3 separate regions of the Zea mays genome follow, and regions 1 and 2 are each linked to region 3. A link is a contact called in public Hi-C data. All regions are on one chromosome and are shown on one strand. The core of a region is the stretch at or near the end of the contact, and the rest is flanking DNA. Distances in the headings are between cores, read along the strand shown.

Region 1 (3,090 bases), core at 455-2,954, 76 kb before region 3:
CAATATAGAAAACAGAAACCAAGAACAAAAATGAGCTTACATAAAATTCTTTTTTAACAACTTATGAATTATAAGGTATATTGGTGAAAACCATATTAAAAGCAGATTGTCAGAGCCTCTAAAATAAAATATGCCATAGTTATGACTATGTGCATGTATTCTTAGCATTTTGAACAGTAGTACAAGGAAATGTGAAAGAGCCTCTAACTGAGCCGGTTAAGTGGTTTGAGTAGCACTTGTCAGGTCCAAAGTTTGACTCTCTGTGGCAGTGAATTTCAATTTGGAGTTAAAAATTCCCATCGTATGTCTCACGTCAAAGCATAGATTTAAGACTCAACTCCGATTGCAGTCGTTGTCACATGGGCTACAATGCCATTGGCCCATTGGTGAGGCCAAAGTCGAGTTTTTTTAATGGTAAGGATATTTTATTCAAAAATATAGTAATCAATTCAGATTAACTAGATCTGAAACTTCTGAGTGAAAGAACTCCAATCTGAAAGTTGATGAAACAAGTTCTGTAAAACTAATTTTATACAACTTTATTTAGTTTCATCTATGCTGTTTTAACCGACCTGATTATAAAAATTTCATTGAAATCTGCAACTATCGTTTAAACTGGGATCTATAGTTGATGCTACCACTATTCATAATGAATCAACCATGACACATGAAACACTTGGCTGCCACAGCACACACAAAGTATAGATTTCAACACTCCAGTGGTACATTGAGTTGAGCAATGCAAGCTTAGTTCTAAGTCCAGCACTGCCACATCATTTGGTTCACTTCAGTGACAAATTGTCGCCTTTATAAATAAGGAGTTGATCTTTCTCATTCTATACTAATTGCTCCCAATTGACACCCTTCAAGTACTATGTCTCTCTGAATAATCACATAAAAGGGCCTGTTTGGATCCACTAGTGCTAATTAAGTGCTTGAGTGTATACCTCAAGGAGTGCTCTGATGGCGAGCTTGATGGTCTCCTTACCGGACGTCTCCTTGTAATTCTTCTCGAGAAACTCGCGCATGGAGTTGGAGTTGCGGCCGGTTGCGTTGGCCTTCCAAGCGGAGAAGGTCCCCGAGGGGTCAGTCTGGTACAGCGCGGGCTTCTGGGTGTAGGGATCGAAGCCGACGATGAGCGTGGAGAGGCCGAAGGGGCGCACCCCTCCGCTCTGCGTGTACTTCTGCTGCAGGCCGGCGATGTAGCGCGTGATGTACTCGACGGTGACGGGGTCCTCGACTGTGAGGCGGTGGCTCTGGCACTCCACGCGAGCGCGGTTGATGAGCACGCGCGCGTCGGCCTTGAGCCCCGCGCACGCCAGCGCGATGTGGGTGTCCAGGCTCGCGATCTTGCGCACGGACCTGCGGAGATTTTTTGGGGGAGGATTTGGGTGAGGCGGCGCCCGGGGTCAAGAGATCTGGTGGATGGGAGGGAGGGGGAGGTACCGACGGACCGACCTGGAGTCCTGGAGCTTGGGGGTGGACTTCTTCTCGACGCCGAGGACGACGGTGTCGACACCGCGGACGCCGACAGCGGCGTTGCCCTTGCGGACGGCCTCGAGGGCGTACTCGACCTGGAAGAGGTGGCCGTCGGGTGAGAACACGGTGATCGCGCGATCGTAGCGGGCCATCCTGGCCTCGTGATTGAGTTGTCCCCGGCGAGAGCGAGCGTCCGGCGAGGGTCTTCTGTCTGTGCTGGGTGCGTTGGTGACTTCTGAAGTCAGTTCAGGGAGGCCGGAGGCCTGCGTTGCTTTGTTGCGGCCGGTGGCGGCGCGTTCCTTCGATTTTCTTGGGCGACACGATGAAATACAAAACCGTAAACTTTTGGCAAATATCGAGCTGGACTTGTTAGCCTTTGAACATTGTCAACCTAATACAAGTCTTTTCTCTACTATTATAATTATAACCCGTTTTTCTAGTTTCCACGATCGCCGTTTTTATAACACTTCTGTCTAACCAACCCGCTGTCCATCTTCTGTCGCGCACCCACCAGATTTGCAATAATCGTCTTCGTAGTCGTAGTCGTCGTCGTCTCCACACCAGTTATACCCCACCAGTCTCCGAACCTCCGCGCGTACAACGACCTCCACAACAGCCGCAAGCTCAAGTCGTGTCCCAGCATCCTCCCCTTCCCCGCGCCGCCTTTCACCGTTGCCCCACATCTCCACCCCGTCCCACCACACGACACCCTATTAGTAATTCCTCTGTCCCCTGCTCCTGTTGGTTTTTGTCGGTTCGTTCCCCTCTCCATGCATATAAGATCTTCTCTGCTCTAATCTCTGGTAGCTGTTGATCGATTAGAGCGTGGCGTACTGTTGGTACTTGATTTCAATCCCTTTAAGGTACCAAAAATCAAGGCAATATAAGGTAAATATTAAAATCTTCGTCCTTTGGTTTAACAGCGCGAAGGACGAAGGTCTTTAGGAAGAAAGGCAAATAATACAACATAAAATGAAACAACGTCCTAGAGTATAGTATGAGATTCATCTCGTGTGTTGGATACTTGATTTTAATCCCTGAAGGTGTTAGAGACTCAAGGCAAGACAAGTTAGGAATGGAGACCTTTGTCCTGGGCTTAAAATTTTTTAGAGTGTTGATATGAAGGACCAAAGTCTTATAAGAATGTTAAAAGAAATGACGTGTAATGGAATAACACAGTAAAATGTCTACTAGAACTTATCTCCTTTGCTTTAGCATTTTCATTATCTCCCATTACACTAGACAAATTTACAAGCGTACCTTCGGCTCCTTGATAGAGGGAGGTACGAAGATTCTTCGAATGCTAAGAGGCATGCAGCTATTGCCCTTAAAAAGGTACTTTATGCAGAGGATTGTTCATATATTTATAGGGAAGATGAACCGCCTTTGTACAAAATTACAATCGCACCCCTGAGGCATTATACTCATTGTTTACAAAGGTAGTAGGGATATTACTGCCTTTTCCCTGTCTTCATATTTATTGCACCTTTGTCGCTCTTCATCCAAGATTTCTCCTCTGCCGAAGTTGATTGCTTCGATCCGCGTTCTTGTTATCTGTACACATAAATGAAGCTTATCTCCTCATAGTTTTAGCTGACAGATAGCTTCGTT
Region 2 (3,011 bases), core at 97-2,596, 69 kb after region 3:
TGTGGTTTTCTAGTCACACAGCACACAAGGTGGCAAGGTGCCGAGTGGGGACACAAGGAAAAAGATGGGAAAGAGAAGAGTGCAAATCAAAGCTTCTTTGCTTTTCTCCAAGCCTAAGAATTCCGAATCAAGACCTCGGCATTCTCACGAAGTCTATATCAAACAATACCTTACAGCTCGAAATTGCAACTGAAGTTGAAACTGGAAGTGAAGGAATGATCTGATTTGGGCAAGGACCTGGTTGGAGTGGATTTGGGGCAGAAGGTGATGGTGTAATCGGTGTGGTTGCAGGTGAAGGTGGAGGTGGCGTCGTCGTAGGCGTAGCTGTAGGAGTTGGGGCACGCCGACTTGAAGAGCTGGGAGTACTGTGACGGGTGGCAGGTGTTGGGGTTGCCGTAGGCGCCGTTGCAGCAGTACTCGGGGCTGCCGAACGCCTCGCAGGCGCTGCGGCAGGCGCGGCCGTGGGCGGCGCGGAGCTCGTCGGGGCAGAGCCCGTTGAGGTCGACGAGGCACCCCGTGTCGGGGCATTCGGGCGCGGTGGCCCGCACGAGCATGGGCAGGTTGTAGCCGTCGACGAGGCTGACGTCGTAGAAGTCCTTGCCGCCGGCGCCGTCGAGCGTGAACTCGGCGAGCGTGGCGGGCGGGGACGCCCCCGCGCCGCGGCACTCGACCTCGCCGGAGCCGCAGTCGCCCGTGGCGCAGGAGCCCTTGGCGGAGGCGGCGTCGAAGTCGCAGCCGGAGCGGCCCCAGAAGCGGCCCGACCACCCCTGCGGCGCGTACAGCGCGCGCGACTGCCCCGGCGCCAGCGCGAAGCCCGTGGTCTCCAGCGGCGGCGTCCCCGAGCCGGCGAGCAGGCCCGGCCACACCGTGTCGCCGCAGCGGTTGCTGAAGGTGAACGTGGTGCCGCACACCGACCCTGCGCGCCGCACCGGGTTCCACCACCACCCCCACCCACCCACAAACCCAAGCAGCCCGTCAGTCCACGGCGGGCAAGTGGATCAGAGCCACCACATACGTACCTTGGAAGAAGGAGAGGATGAGGACGGCGATCGAGGCCGGCGTGCCCGGCAGGCGCGCCCGAGATGCCATTGAAGGAACTGGAGCACGCTGTTGGGAGGGACGCGCGAGCGCGAGGCGTGCTGGTGGTCGGGGAGCTCGGTTGTGAGACTGGATGAACGATTGGTGCTAGCTAGAGGGAAAGGGAGGAGCCGGGGCGAGGGCGGCGGTCGGCAGTTGGGGCGAGACGGAACATGGAGGTGGAGGAGGAAGTGGGCCCGTATCGACGGTATCCCTACCTCGCCTCGCTTGCGGAGCGGAGCGGAGCGGGGGATGTAGGGCTGGCTGCGGGAGCCGGGAGGCGTGCCGTGCGTGGCTTGCCGGTTTTATAACTGCCGGAGACGGCAGCAATCCAGTCAATTGAAACTGAGATGAGTGGTGGATTCCCTGTGTTTCGTTCTCTCGTCTAGTCTAATCTCATGGCTGCTACGAGCAATCAACGATTTAATTTGGAACGGTCCTATTCACCAGTGGTACGAAACGGATCTGGCGTGGTTCACCGTTCATTCATTTCGTGCGCGAGGAACTTGGCGAATTAGATTCCAGCAGAGAAAAATAGAGTAGTTTAGGCTAGAGATTCCGGGAGCAGGCAGGACCAGTGGCTGGCTGATGATTGCCAGTTTTTAGTTTGGCTTTCAGATGTAGCGAGCGCTGGTGACTGGTGAGCAGAGTAGCTGGTGGTGACGACTCGCCCTTGTCTGGTTCCGCTCGCTGCGTAACCTGGCGCTGTCACGCATCGGGACCGTACGTCAGGTCATTTCCTCATTGGGCGTTTTTTTTTATATGCATACTCCACTCCAGGAGGAAAGCCTCGAGCAGCAAGCAGCAGCTGCCCTGCTTCCCAAACCCCACGGTGGCCCGCCCGACGCCCCGACCGGCCTCGGCCTGCCTGCTACTTTGTACCATGTGCCCTCCACTCAACTGCATCATTGGCGACGGCGCGATGTGCCATGCCGACCGGCCGGGGAAGCCGCGCACCCCCGGTCTGTCGACTGTCTGCTGGTGGGTCAAGGACTCAAGGTAGTACACACACAGTACGTTTCAGCCGACGTTTGCGGCGACAACTGACGGACCTACAGATCGACGACGCGCCGTCTCGTCTGGCAGTGAGCTGACCCGTGTCGTATTAGAGCCTGAAATAGATGATAGAATGTATACATGACAATTCGCTTTGGCACCCATGCCTACCTCCGGATTCGGGCTCACATTCTGAGCAATGCAAAAACTGCAAAGCTCATAACATTCGTCTGCCGCAGCAGCGTCTAATCACCCTAACGGCCTAACCTCATTTGATCTAGTCCTGAAATTTTAGGTGAGGCTAAGCCGGGCACGGTTTACAAACAGGAGCTCAAAGTATAATCCAGCACACAAAAAAAAAAGACCCAGTGACACGGTTTAAACGATGGGATCCATAGGCAGCATGACACATTATGACTAGATGAGATGTGCTTAGGCTGACACGGCATTAAGTAGGCACAGATTAAAAAATTAACGTTTTAATGGTTCTTTTATGTTCAAATAATTTTTATCTCTTTATAAAAGTTATAGAAAACATTAATACTTATATTCATTGTTGGGGGCCTTGTATGTCGAAGATCGGAAGATCACTTGCCTAACATTTGGCTTCGTCGTTAACAAATGTATTTCAGGAATGTCCTCACAGCCGGACGAATCTAGACTTCGACAAAAGCAGCGTACAAAAGTGTTTCGTCCATACGCAAGCAACAGAGATAATGGCAGAAGGCAGTGACTTCGGCCACAAGTCGAAAGAAGAAGATAGCTGGTTGATGAAGGCCGGAACTCGTGGAGTCAAGAATGAAGAAAGTACATTACTGCCCTAATACCGTTTGTAAGCGACATATGCAAAAAAAATGGATTGGCATTACTGTAAATCTGTGCAAAAAGTCGGTTTGTCTCTCATATAAACAGATGAACAGTACCCTGCATAAAATACC
Region 3 (3,301 bases), core at 70-2,569:
ACGCCGGTTGCCAGGATGGCGTGATGAAGGTGGCATGCGGCGCAGCCCATGGAGATGGGACGTCGGTTACCAGGACGGCATGACGAAGGTGACATGTGGCGCAGTCCATAGAGATGGGGACGCCGGTTACCAGGATGACTCCACGAAATTGGCAGTAGAAGCCATGGGATCAGATTGAAACTCAAGCTCTCTGATACCAGATGTTATGGTCGCTAGATCGGTGAGGGATCGGAGAGGGATATCGATGGGCAGGAACGTCGGCCGGGGGCCTCTGCCCACGGTCGAGCAAGTGAAGGGTTTCCCCCTTCTAATTTTTGTCTACTTTATTTCTCATCCATTGATTACATAAATAGGCCAGTTGGTCGCCCCTATCTAGCTAGAGATCCTTATCTCCTTAAAACTCTCCTAAAACCCTCAACAAACTAACTGACAAACTTCCTAGATAATCTCAACTAATCTTATAATCTTATCTAATCTTCCTTGAGGACCCATGACTGCTGCTACCGCAGCCCCCTCTATGGGCCTCTTAGGCCCTGACAATCATTATCATTAGAACATGCCGTTTCAAGAAGGAGACGGGCACACTCTACCTATTTTGCATAGATTGAAGTCCGATTCGTACTTGAAAATTTGTTGTAGGCCTATGCCTATGTTCTTGACTTGGACCTCGGCCATCTTTCCCTTCCTGAAATCATACCTGCGATGCGATCCGAGTCAGGCACATGATTTGGATGATGAATGCAAATTCAGTAACTACGCAAAAGAATGACTGGATGAATGCACAAAGTCGTCATGCAGCTACTAGTTGATTACCACATGACTCTGTAGAAGCTGCAGAAGAAGGCGACATCAGAGGAGTGGAGGACACCGTGGATCACCGCCCGCCTGTCGTGCTCGTGGAGGTCCTTCAAGCTTATTGTCATCTTCTTCGTCCATCTTCCTTCTCCGTAGTTAGCCATCTCCCACACCTCCAGCACCTCCTCGTTCACAGCGCCAGCTGCGTGCGTGAGCACCAGCAGGCACAGCCTCCCCTCCACGGCGCCAATCTTCTTGCGCGCCCACGGATTGTCCATCTGGTCCACCTCCTGCGGCAGCGCGATGAGCCTCCACTTCACGGCCTCAACGTCGAACGCGAAGACGTCCTGCGCGCCCGTGTTGTGGTCGGACCAGCGGAGCCAGTGCATCGCGCCGTGCGCGCGCACGGCGGGCGCCTGGGCCTGGAGGGAGAACGGGCCGAGCGGCACGTGCGGAGCTTGGCTCCACGCGAACTGTCGCGAGTCGAACACCTCGCAGCGCAGCCGGTCCCCCGGCTTGACGACTACCGATCGCGAGAAGCGGACGATCTTGAACTCCGCCCTGGTGGCACCGGAGGGCCGGGCCTCCATGGCCACAGCCACCGTGTCGAACCGCACCCGCGGGTTCGGCAGCGCCCGCCACTGTCGCGTGGCCGGCTTGCACACGTAGTAGCACGTCGGCCGCATCGCGTCGACGTCGACGCAGCACACGAGGCCGCGGTGCGCGGCCACGGCCACGACGCGGACGTGCGCGGACGGCAGGAAGTCGAGCGAGATTGCCACCGCCGGCGCCGGCGGTGAGCAGGGCATCGAGACGAAGTCTGCGCGGTAGCGGTTGTGCGTCAAGCTCTGGACGAGGTAGCCCGACACGGCGGCGGTGCGGCTGCAGTGCAGCGGCGCGAACGCCGGCTCATACGTGATCCTGCGCCACCGGGTGGACACCATGCGGCATGTGGCGAGGTCGTCGAGGGGGACGCGCGTAAGTATCTCGAACACCTGATCCTCAGGTAGAACACCGACGCCGTCTTTCTCGTCGTCGCTGTGGTTCCCATCCACCTCCGGCGAGAATGACGATGACATTGCGGCTTTGCACCAACTGTTTTGTTCTAATCTACTGTACGGTATCTAATCTCTTCGGCGAACAACAGAACGAACGATGATTAGGGTTTATGGTGAGAAAGGCAGTTATAACAACTCGCCTAGTGCTAGGAATATGGGCCAGGCTTTTAGGACCAGCACGAGCACGGCTCGAAAATAGGAGCCCAAAACACGGCCCGGCACGAAATAATATGGGTCAGTCTAGCACGGCCCGAAGGCGGGCTTAGGCCGGACCTCATTTTTCGGCCCGTCGGGCCCTTGGCACGGCCCGCATAGATGGGCCGGGCTTGGGCCGGCACGGCCCAATTAAGCTCAATCTGTTTAATTTCTTTAATTTAGTAAGATATCGACTTTATATTGTTGTTATATTTGGAGTTTATGTGGTCAAATGATGCTAGAATTGTTTAATATCTTTAATTTAGTAAGCTATAAACTTTATATAGTTGTAATATTTTGATTTTATGTGGTTAAATATACGAGCCGGGCTTGGGCTTTAATTTAGTAAGCTATAAACCCGTTTGGCACGAAGCACGATGGGCTTGGGCTGGGCTGGCCCGGCCCGACCCAATTCCCAGCACTAAACTCGTCTCGTAGTTTTTACCTTCACGTTACCACAATCTTAAAGACTTTTTATATCAGTTAACATATAATAAAATAGAATTTAAAATTAATATTTTGGTAAAGTAACTAATAAAGTACATATTTTTTTTCTAAAAATCATAATTTTAATAGTTTAATTACACAATAATCATATAAATATATTTATCACACATCAGTTTTTGTCCAGAACCGACTGCACTCATCTATCAAATTTTGTACATCAAATCCACCATCTTCATAAAAAAGAACTGGAGTACTATGCAACAAACATTCTGTTCGAAAAAAACTCGCGGCCGCTGCTCAACTCACAAATATACCCATGCATGCATGCTGCTTCCGCGCTTGTCATCCATCTATGCGCCCTCTCCGCCTAAGTTCTAGCGCGATTTTCATATCCTCCCACAAGATGGCATTGAAGGAAAATCAAAACTAAACCTCTCACTATTTATTTTCTTCACTTTGCATAATTATCGGTTTAACATGTATTTTTAAAGGATTTTTTAAAGATGCTCTAGGGGAGTGTGTGTATATACATCGGTTGTCCGGGTATTATGCATATAATTTTTTTCCCATCGGAGCGCCGTGTTTTCGTAGCAATTGCGTAATTCTTGGGGTTGTGCACATCGCCGTTGCTAAATGGCTACATGCATGAAATGCAGTAGGGTTAGTAGCTTCACTAGTTTTCTCGGGAGCGGAAATGAAAGCACCTGGCAGGGGAAATCACTTGCTGATAGCCACACTTAGAGGTTGTTTGGAATAGTTTTTCTCAACTTTATATTTAGTAAAAATAGTTTTACTTTAAAAAATCT

Evidence for each region. A called contact is a pair of places that touch in the nucleus more often than the background predicts.
Region 1: a contact with region 3 is called in a Hi-C map of tassel, with 2.5 times the contacts expected there. The contact joins the promoter of LOC100193583 here to the enhancer-like site in region 3. A contact is called at or near these places in 4 of 25 Hi-C or Micro-C datasets (ear, leaf and tassel).
Region 2: a contact with region 3 is called in a Hi-C map of tassel, with 2.1 times the contacts expected there. The contact joins the promoter of LOC100273071 here to the enhancer-like site in region 3. A contact is called at or near these places in 2 of 25 Hi-C or Micro-C datasets (ear and tassel).

What each region holds. Positions count from the first base shown.
Region 1 is chr4:223,528,866-223,531,955 of Zm-B73-REFERENCE-NAM-5.0, reverse strand. It overlaps LOC100193583, which reads right to left and starts at 1,704. Exons shown (of 3, transcript NM_001138690.1): 1 at 1,459-1,704; 2 at 948-1,362. The coding sequence starts at 1,631.
Region 2 is chr4:223,383,409-223,386,419 of Zm-B73-REFERENCE-NAM-5.0, reverse strand. LOC100273071 (putative thaumatin domain family protein) reads right to left here and starts at 1,346. Exons shown (of 2, transcript NM_001147520.1): 1 at 238-1,346. The coding sequence starts at 942.
Region 3 is chr4:223,451,944-223,455,244 of Zm-B73-REFERENCE-NAM-5.0, reverse strand. No RefSeq gene overlaps it. Among protein-coding and RNA genes, the nearest start is that of LOC103654649, 4.8 kb to the left of the region's middle. Within about 2 kb of position 1,319, at least 3 of the 20 cell types and tissues checked have an H3K27ac peak or open chromatin away from gene starts, as enhancers often do. A contact at or near this core is called in tassel, where this site is marked.